Regions from separate parts of the Mus musculus genome. Here region 1 is linked to region 2. Evidence: chromatin contacts called from public promoter capture Hi-C data. All regions are on one chromosome and are shown on one strand. Each heading gives the region's core, a stretch centred on a gene start, on an enhancer-like site or on the middle of the called end of the contact. The rest is flanking DNA. Distances are from core to core; before and after follow the strand shown. Region 1 overlaps Thsd7a (thrombospondin, type I, domain containing 7A). Region 2 holds the start of Tmem106b (transmembrane protein 106B).

Region 1 (4,222 bases), core at 252-2,751, 730 kb before region 2:
TCCCTGAAGACAGCATTTGCTAGGGTGTTAGGATCTGAACCTGCAGTTGTCCCTGCAAAATTCACAAAGCAAAAGAAGCAATTTAAAAGAGTCCTGAATGCATTGGGCTTTACTACTAAAGCAGTCTCATTTCACATTCTTGTAAGGAGGAAATTTTCCTGGGTGTTTGCCAGAGACTACACTAATCACCCCGAGCAGGATCACCTACCATTCTCCGGGATGTTAGTTTTTGTTGTAATCATCTTCAAGCACAAAATTGTTATTTACTGTTGGTTATATTGCTTAAATTATAATATTAAAAAAACCTGATTTTAACTTACTTTAATTTAACATATAAATAGGTTGGTAAACAAGATTTTACAGGGAGACATTTATTGTCTAAACAAAGCAATGTTTTCAGAGCCTCTAGAAGTCCATCCCTATAGACAGAGATGTGAGGAAGTTAAAGTTACATGCACATTGACAACGGCACTAAGTGGGTTCAAGTAGTTTCCACTGGTGGCTTTCTTTCCCTTGAGAGTTAAGAAAATTCTGTTTCACATCTACTGAAGCTCTTGCTTATTTTGGTCTGAAAAATGACCCTGTGCATATCAGAAGCACAGGGAGTGAAAGGACAGGAACGTCATTGCCTTTGTGGTGTGAAAAATCAGACAGAAATCTCTTCCATGCAAGGTGTAGCTTCATGAAAAAGAGAAAGGCCAATGCCACGTATCTCTGCTGCCCAGAACGCCGGAGCTAAGAATCATAGCATTACTTTGCTTTGACGATTAACTATAAACGACATCTCTGAGCCTTAAAGCTATTAGTGACAGACTTCACTGCTTTGCTGGAGCACTGAGCTCTCTTATCCAGACCTGAGACCTAAGTACTTAGATTTTCACAGCTGGGTATCAGATCTTCATATCAAAATCTGCTCTGAAACTGCATGTGATCAATGTTTAGCAACAAAAAGAATAAATGATGCATCTTGGCAGGTATCCAAGCTCTGCACCCAAATCACATCAAATTACAAAAGATGATGAATGGTCTGATTAAGATTTATTGCTTTTATTCACCTTGATTGCTTATTGTTTCCTAAGCATTTTTTTCCAGAATTGGCTAATTAGCATACCTCAGGGCTCCAAGCAGAACAAAGTACAGGAAATTATCTGTGGAAATCGGTAGCGTGGATACTGTCTCTTTTCAAGAGGGCACTAGACAGCCTGTGAAAACAGCTGTTGCCCATGCAAGTGGGTGGAGCAAATGCCACTTGGCTCCATGTGAATTCAAATTATCAGGGAAGAATTCCTTCAAAGATTTAACTCAACACTCACCCACCTCTTCACAGTACTTTAGGTCAACGGACTTGCCATCACTTCGAACACAGTCCAACATCCTTGTTTTAATGCCATTCCCACAAACTGCCTTCTCGCTCAGCTGACACGTACTCCAGTCTGAATGAAAAAGACCCATCAGAACAGAAGGCGGTGCATGTAACAGACGTCAGATGAAACTCTGATGACCTGAATCCCATGCCTAATTCACAACTGCTTCCTAAGCCCCTCAATCAATCATCCCACATGCAGAGCATATGGGTCCCAGATTTGAACATATTAGGAGTCAAATGAAATTGCTGAGGTTGCACATAGCGGTGGGGATTATTTTTTGAGGCAGATGTCTACTCGACAGTCTTGACAGCTAGCTATTTAGTGATATTGTAAAAATGACTTGGTCGCACAGATCAATACCATGTCAAAACTTTTAAAAGAAGAATAGAAATAAAAATGTACAATTATGCATCTTTTAGCAAAATAATTTTAATGGATGGTGCTCTATGTAGTTATATTAATACTATGTACTTCATTCATTTGCAGGAAGTAAAAGTCTTTAAAAGTACAAACTCATTTTGTAAATAAATTCAGCATATTTATTAAATTCTCTTATTTTGTATCTTTTCCTAAAACCATTTTTTCATCTTTCTCCAGGATAGTACAATGTACCCTAGAGAACTTTGATTTCCTTTGTGGCATCAAAGCAAATTGTAGAGAAAACTAAGAGACATAAGCCAGTGCAACTGCTATGTGTCTTTCTTCAATTTCTTGAGCTTTTTTTCAACATAAACATTACTAGGAAAAAAATCCAAGTTAGCTTCAACATTGTACCAAACCATATGAACCAATAAAATATTGTTGATGTGTATATTTTGATGATATTAACTGAAATTTAAGAAATAAATGCAATTTATCACAAGTCTACTTTTCTGATAATTATTTTTAAGACTATGGACATTTTATATCATGTCAATGTTCACAAATGTTCCAGTGTCTCAAGAATTATTTATGTATATGTAACAATCAAATATCTGATAAAAAAGAAAATATTTTCCATAATCTCAAAATAGGAGATTTTAAAAAAGATCATTTTGAGTATTTATCACATACTTCATAAATATAGTCTTTGCACACTTTTATTCTTTTTATTTTGATGATTTCTAAAAAAAAGTAAAACAGATGACTACTTCTGTCATGTGACACTGATTATGTCTCAGAGTTTAAACTGTGTCTAAATGGCACACAGGTAGAGCTGGCCTGGGATTTGAGAATGTCTGGAGTCGATTCCTACTGGAAGAAGCATCAGAATGTATAAGGACACGATGAGGTGCTTTACCTGTGACATTATAGTCATAGTGGTAACAATTTTTGTTCAGGCTACAGGGCTCTTTCTCCACAGCATCAGGGCAGGCTCTTCCTTCATCAGCAGGCTGTCTGATGGGATCGGCTGACCTTTGCCTCGAACCACTTGGATTGCAAGGCTTACAGAGAACAATACCAGTTTTTAAGAAAGGTAAACTTACATATTATTGTGTATATTCTGATTCATCATCACCTCACACACATGTCTCAAGTAGCTATCCCACATGGTTTTCAGTAGTGAAACTCCATCCTTCTAGAGAAATTTTGCTCCCTTAAGATTTCTTTGGCTTAATGTTACTCCCCTATGCAGTATCCTTCATCAAAACACCATTACTTACAAAAAAATTAGCAATTTTCTTAGACAGTCATGTCAATTATTCACAACTTAGTCACACAGGTCTTTCTCAAAAAACTCTGAGGTATAATAATCCTGACTGATGTAAAATGTGTGTGTGTGTGTGTGTATATATATATATATATATATATATATATATATATATAAAATTCTGAATTCATAAAAGTACATATAATAGTACATTAATGAATTAACTAAAATTCAAATATTTTATACATGATATAATAAGTATATTAAGGGCTGAATCAAAGAGTAGTTGTTTCTTTCATTACTTAGGATGTTTTGGTCTCTTAAATCATTTATTTCTTTTATTAGATATTTTATTTAATTACATTCCAAATGTTATCCCCTTTCCTATTTTCCTGTCCAAAAATCCCCTATCCTCTTCCCTTTCACCCTGCTCCCCAACCCACCCACTCCCACTTCTTGGCATTGGCATTCCCCTATACTGGGGGATGAAAGCAAGAAAACCTAGAAGTAGTAACACATTTATTTCCAATAAAATAATGGAAATTGGTAATTATTTTAATTCTAATTTGTGTATTTGCCTATAATAAGTGTAAGTATAATACATAAACTATAATGTGTACACCTTTAAGAGTCTCATATTTAGAATTTGTGTCCATTGTCTTCTCATAAACATAATATAAATTACTACTTGTTACATTTTTTTATTTAAAGAAAGGTAAACTTAACTATACAGAAGCTAGGATGCTTCTGGAGCTGGATTTAGAGTAGTAGTTCATTGAACTAATTTAAATAAAGAATTAACCTCACTATGAATCAAAGTTCAGAGTTTCCATATGTAAAATGTAGGCATTGTCAGAGTCTGATGTCCCATCCTAGCTAGAAGATGTTTAAGTCATTATCTCACACCTATGGAAACACATTCGTATGGGCTACTTTTAGTAACACAGAATGCTAATTTCATATGCTGTAATGATTCACATATATGTAAATGTATATATGTGTATGAATGCCTGTGTATATATATAAATTGACTTAAACCATTTAAATAAATATCAAGGTATTTGATGTTCTTAATGCATATCCTCATATAAACAATTTAGAACCTACACAGTGGCTGGCTATTATCTTATTGGTGCATCTTTCTATAAACATTTAGATTGTAAGAATAGAAAGAGACAAACAATTTTGGATTTCTTAGGTCTAAAGTAGTTATTGTCTTGGCCTC
Region 2 (4,334 bases), core at 1,216-3,715:
TTCTGCTTCCTGGCCCCCATAGGCTTGTCCAAACATATGAATCTATGGGGGCCATACCTAAACATAGCATAATAAAACCATCACAGTGTATGAGCATGTAACTGAGGCACTATAGAAAAATAATATAGAAAGACAGGTGTAATTATGGAGGTGGGGGAAAAGACCCTTACTCTGGAGGCTAGTTGGAGTCTGTCTTCAGTTGAGAGTTAAGGATTCCAGCATAATTAACACTTACTGTGATGTTGCAGACATAGAAACAATACTCATTTTAAAACTGTAAAAATAACAACAAAAACAAAACACCCAATAGAAAGAGTGCATAAGACATCATGTATGTTCTCAGTCCTTGATATTTTAAGAAGCTTTCACAAACGTGTCTTTTTTTTTTTTTTTTTTTTTTTTTTTTTTTTTTGGTAAACTTTTATCTTAACTTTCTGCACCCCTAGGTCGCTTTACATTGTGAGTTGTAATCCTATTCAAGACTCCACAGGAGCTCTAATCCCATTTACGTTCCTTAATGAACCTTTAAAGATTACTGAAAACCCACCCCAAAATGTATGTGTGGCTACTATAAAGACAATGAAGTGTGATTCTCTCTTGAGGAGCCCACAGCCATGTTCTCAGATGAGATTTATACATTCTCTGAGTCCCTTTCATTTCTATTTAAGTCTATGCTTAAACTCTATGTTTAAATGCCTTTTAATACACATCAAGTGGGCTTCATATTGGATCTTATTGAAGGGAAGGAAGGCTGTTCTCACAGCAAGTTTTAGGGCAACTAGTGTGCAACCCAAGGAACCACATCTCAAAAGCAATCATTTTATCAAGTGCACTGCTGGTGTGACTTAATCAGGTATTTAGTTTATGTGTATTTAGTTTCCTTGCAGTGGTTTGAATAGGAACAGCCTCTGGACCCTGAGTGTGAAGGATTGGCCCAAAGGGAGTAGCACTATTAGGGAGGGTGTGGCTTAAATGGAGGAGGTGCTGACTAGGGAGAGGGCCTTGGGGTCTAAGGAGCTAATTCACTTCCCTGCTGTCTCTGATGTCGAACTCTAAGCTCCTCCAGTATCATGTCTGCCTGGTTGCTGCCATGTTTCCTGCCAGGAGCATAACGGGCTAAACCTCTGAAACTGTAAGCCAACCCCAAATAAATGTATTCTTTATAAGAGTTGCCATGGTCTACTTCGAAGCTATTGTTAACTCTATTGAAATCCTAAGAAACTGGTTACACACTGCACACAACTTTACTTTAGAATTCTCATTATAATTTAGGATGAATCTCACAGAGTGAAATTGCCGGACCTAAGGAGGTGAATGTTTTAAATAGTCTTAAAACATCCTGCTTATGTAGATGGAAAATACACAGCTCTCACCTCAAAAGGACAAAGAGTTTATTCTAAAGCCAATATGAGGAACCATGACCTGAAAACAAAGACTTGGGCTATTCCAAATACCAATGTCCCAATGTGATAACAATTTCATGAAACTTTTATATACATAGAAGATGGTCATAAATCAAAATACTTTCCAAATACATACAAGGCAGTTTAGAAGAGCGGGACAAAATTGGGAGCTCCTCGCCCAGTGCAGTTGCTTTTTTCCAGTAGAGAAGGAAAAAAAAAAAAAAAAAAAAGAAAAAGAAAAAAAAAAAAAAACACAATTAAGAGATGCTTACTTCCCAGTTATAACTCTGTTAATTTTCTAGGAATTTCACCAGAAACCCCATTTATAGGGAAGCTATTAAACTCCTTTAGCAACCGCATCTGTTCTTGCTTTCAATTTTATCTTATTATAATCCCATCCAGGAATCTTATGAGCCACTTAATACATCTTGATTATCAGGAAGACAGAAAAGAGGTCATAACAACCTTTGACTATAACACTGGCGAGCCACTAAAATGAGCCACTGTAGCCTCAACTCACTGTAAATTATGACTGGACAATGAGGTGCATGGATTGGGACACTCCTTTAACAACTCACTTGGTCATGAGCTTTGGGGTACAACTCTTATTGCATGCACTGAATAATGTGAATTTAAGTACAAAATCAAAACAAGATTAAACCAAGGCGGGGGCGGGGGTGCGTCTTCCCGGTGACATTAATTTCTAAATGAAAACTCAATAACAAAATTCTGGCCTGCAACTCTGCCAGAAATGTGCACCAACCGGCTCATTCTAACCCCAGGAAGGAAGTTTTGTGTCTGCAAATCTAGACTTGAGAACACGATCGCTCAAAATTGCGACGGTGCACATTCCTCCCCTTTACAAAAGGAATCAGCCTGGTGGAGGGGAAAAGGGAAAACCGATTATTCGTAAGCCAGGCGCAATTAGTACTATTTTGAAACTTTCCAGTCTAGAGAAGAGACAGGTGACAAAACCAGAAGCTTTCACCCTGGCAACTTCCCTTCAAACCGGTGACAGTGCGCATGCGTAGTGTCCATTCCAGGGCCTAGCCCCTCCTTCCTGGGGCGAACTGCGCAAGCGCACGCGCAGGCTCTCCCGGTACGGAGCTCAGCTGATGCAGTTGTTGTGCTACCCCTCCCCCGCAGCTCTCCCGGCTGCACTCTACCGGCGCTCGGCCCGGCCCCGGGACCGGGACGCTGTGACCCTGTCCTGCGGCCCGCACGCACCGGAGCATCCCGGGACCGCGCAGCACTCCGCGTGCGGGTGAGCGACCCGGGCCGTGGGGCCCACGTCCCCTGCCCGAGCGGTGAGGGAGGCCGCGGCGAGCCGGGTGCGGGGTTGTCACCGCGGGGGCCTTGGCTTCGCTCCCGGGGTGGCTCGGGCGGCGCCAGGGCCCTTGATCTGAGCGGCCGAGTAGCTCTGGGGCTTGACAGTTGTAGTTGCAAGGTGACTCGGATGTTGATTTCTTCCGGGGGTTTGTTTGCCTGTGATGCCCTTTGAAAAGCGCTCGTTTCCGTCTCCCTTGAGCCCCTCAGAACTAACCCCAGGTCTGCACACAAACAGGTGACACATCTCAGTTGCATGCGCTGCTGAATTTATCTTTTTCCCAGTTTCTAGAGCATCTGAGAACCGTGTTGAGTTCACAAGACCGCGGTATAAACATTGAGAGCCCGGGGAGGAGACGAAGGGGATCTACCACTCCCTTTAAAAACCTCAAGTAAGTTTCCAAAATGACAGGGGTTACACTTGTCAATAGCCTCAAGAAAAGCTAAGCAAGAAGGCTAGGATTCAAGTGACTGCTTAATCTGGTGTGTACCCAAACCCACCTTCAGCAGAATATGTCAAGGTTACTGTGGGTCTGAGTAAGGCAGCCAGCGGAGACCAGAACCACTTAGCTGTCCCTAGCCTTTTGCCATAAAGGCTCCCATTTGTGGGACACAGTTTTCACCCCTGTGATGACACCACGTGTTGTCTAGTGTCAGCTGATTCTAAACCACCCTGTGTACTCCAAAGCTTCCAAGGTCACAGTGTAAGGAGCCGGTACTGATTACAATTCACCCCTGTGCACCTGTGGCTGCCAAGTGTTGGCTTGGCTCTGACTCGCTGTCATTGAGCCACAGTAAGATACTGTGTGTGTGTAAGTCACAATCACTGATATTTCTGAGCTATGGTACACAGTGTGTACACAGAACTTCTGAAAGTATATTTATTCATTTTTTTTTACTCCTTTTCTATATGACTCAAGTTTTTAAATTTAATATTGCTGTCTACACAGTGAGTGAATTCAACAAGTAGCATTCAGATTTTGAAAAGCAGATATGAATTTCCTTCATCTGGGGTGACCTGAATCACTTAGTATCATTTTATTTTTTAATGAAAAATATTAAATTAAAAGTAGTATCTGTGATTGTGTAGTTCGTATTTTGAATCTGATAAGTGATGGATAACCGCAGGGAGAATGGAATTGTACCATTTAAAATTTTTGTTTGCTTTTTCTATTATTTTGTCTCTCAGAAAACCGGCATGTTGTATTATGTGGCTTTTCATGTTCTTTTCAGTCATGTACTTCTAGGGTTTTATTGACAACTAAAGGAGTATGAATTTAAGTGAGTGAAATGAGTCACTTTGAAGTTAGCTGGTGATATACATATCTGTTGTAACAGGCCAACAAGTTCACCTGCAGTGCCAACTGGTTTATAGTTAAAATATGTTTTTCTCTACAAAAAACTAAAACCATATTTCTGTTTTGAACATGCTAAGAAAGCCTAGCATCTCCATTGACACTGTAAACTTTTGCCAACTGTTACCATTTTAAACATTGTTCACATTACAAGTCTTACAGGATTTGGTTTCATAATGTTCTGTTAGAAAAGTACTTTCTGAATGCTACAAATGGTTTCCTTGTATCAGACATTACTTTGGTTGAACAT

Evidence for each region. Promoter capture Hi-C pulls out the DNA fragments that hold promoters and counts their contacts.
Region 1: a promoter capture Hi-C map of second pharyngeal arch cranial neural crest shows a contact between it and region 2, with 6 times the contacts expected there. The contact joins the enhancer-like site here to the promoter of Tmem106b in region 2. A contact is called at or near these places in 9 of 39 promoter capture datasets (the 3T3-L1 cell line, cranial neural crest, embryonic stem cells and 5 more), 2 of 484 Hi-C or Micro-C datasets (both in cortical neurons), 6 of 115 datasets of contacts at active chromatin or transcription factors (cardiomyocytes, embryonic basal ganglia, embryonic stem cells and 3 more) and 1 of 9 other capture datasets (adipose tissue).

What each region holds. Positions count from the first base shown.
Region 1 is chr6:12,335,935-12,340,156 of GRCm38.p6, forward strand. It overlaps Thsd7a (thrombospondin, type I, domain containing 7A), which reads right to left. Exons shown (of 28, transcript NM_001164805.1): 18 at 2,647-2,791; 19 at 1,318-1,433. Among named protein-coding and RNA genes, the nearest start is that of Gm38583, 99 kb to the right of the region's middle. Within about 2 kb of position 1,502, at least 7 of the 459 cell types and tissues checked have an H3K27ac peak or open chromatin away from gene starts, as enhancers often do. A contact at or near this core is called in embryonic basal ganglia and second pharyngeal arch cranial neural crest, where this site is marked.
Region 2 is chr6:13,067,294-13,071,627 of GRCm38.p6, forward strand. Tmem106b (transmembrane protein 106B) reads left to right here and starts at 2,466. Exons shown (of 9, transcript NM_027992.3): 1 at 2,466-2,667; 2 at 3,015-3,121.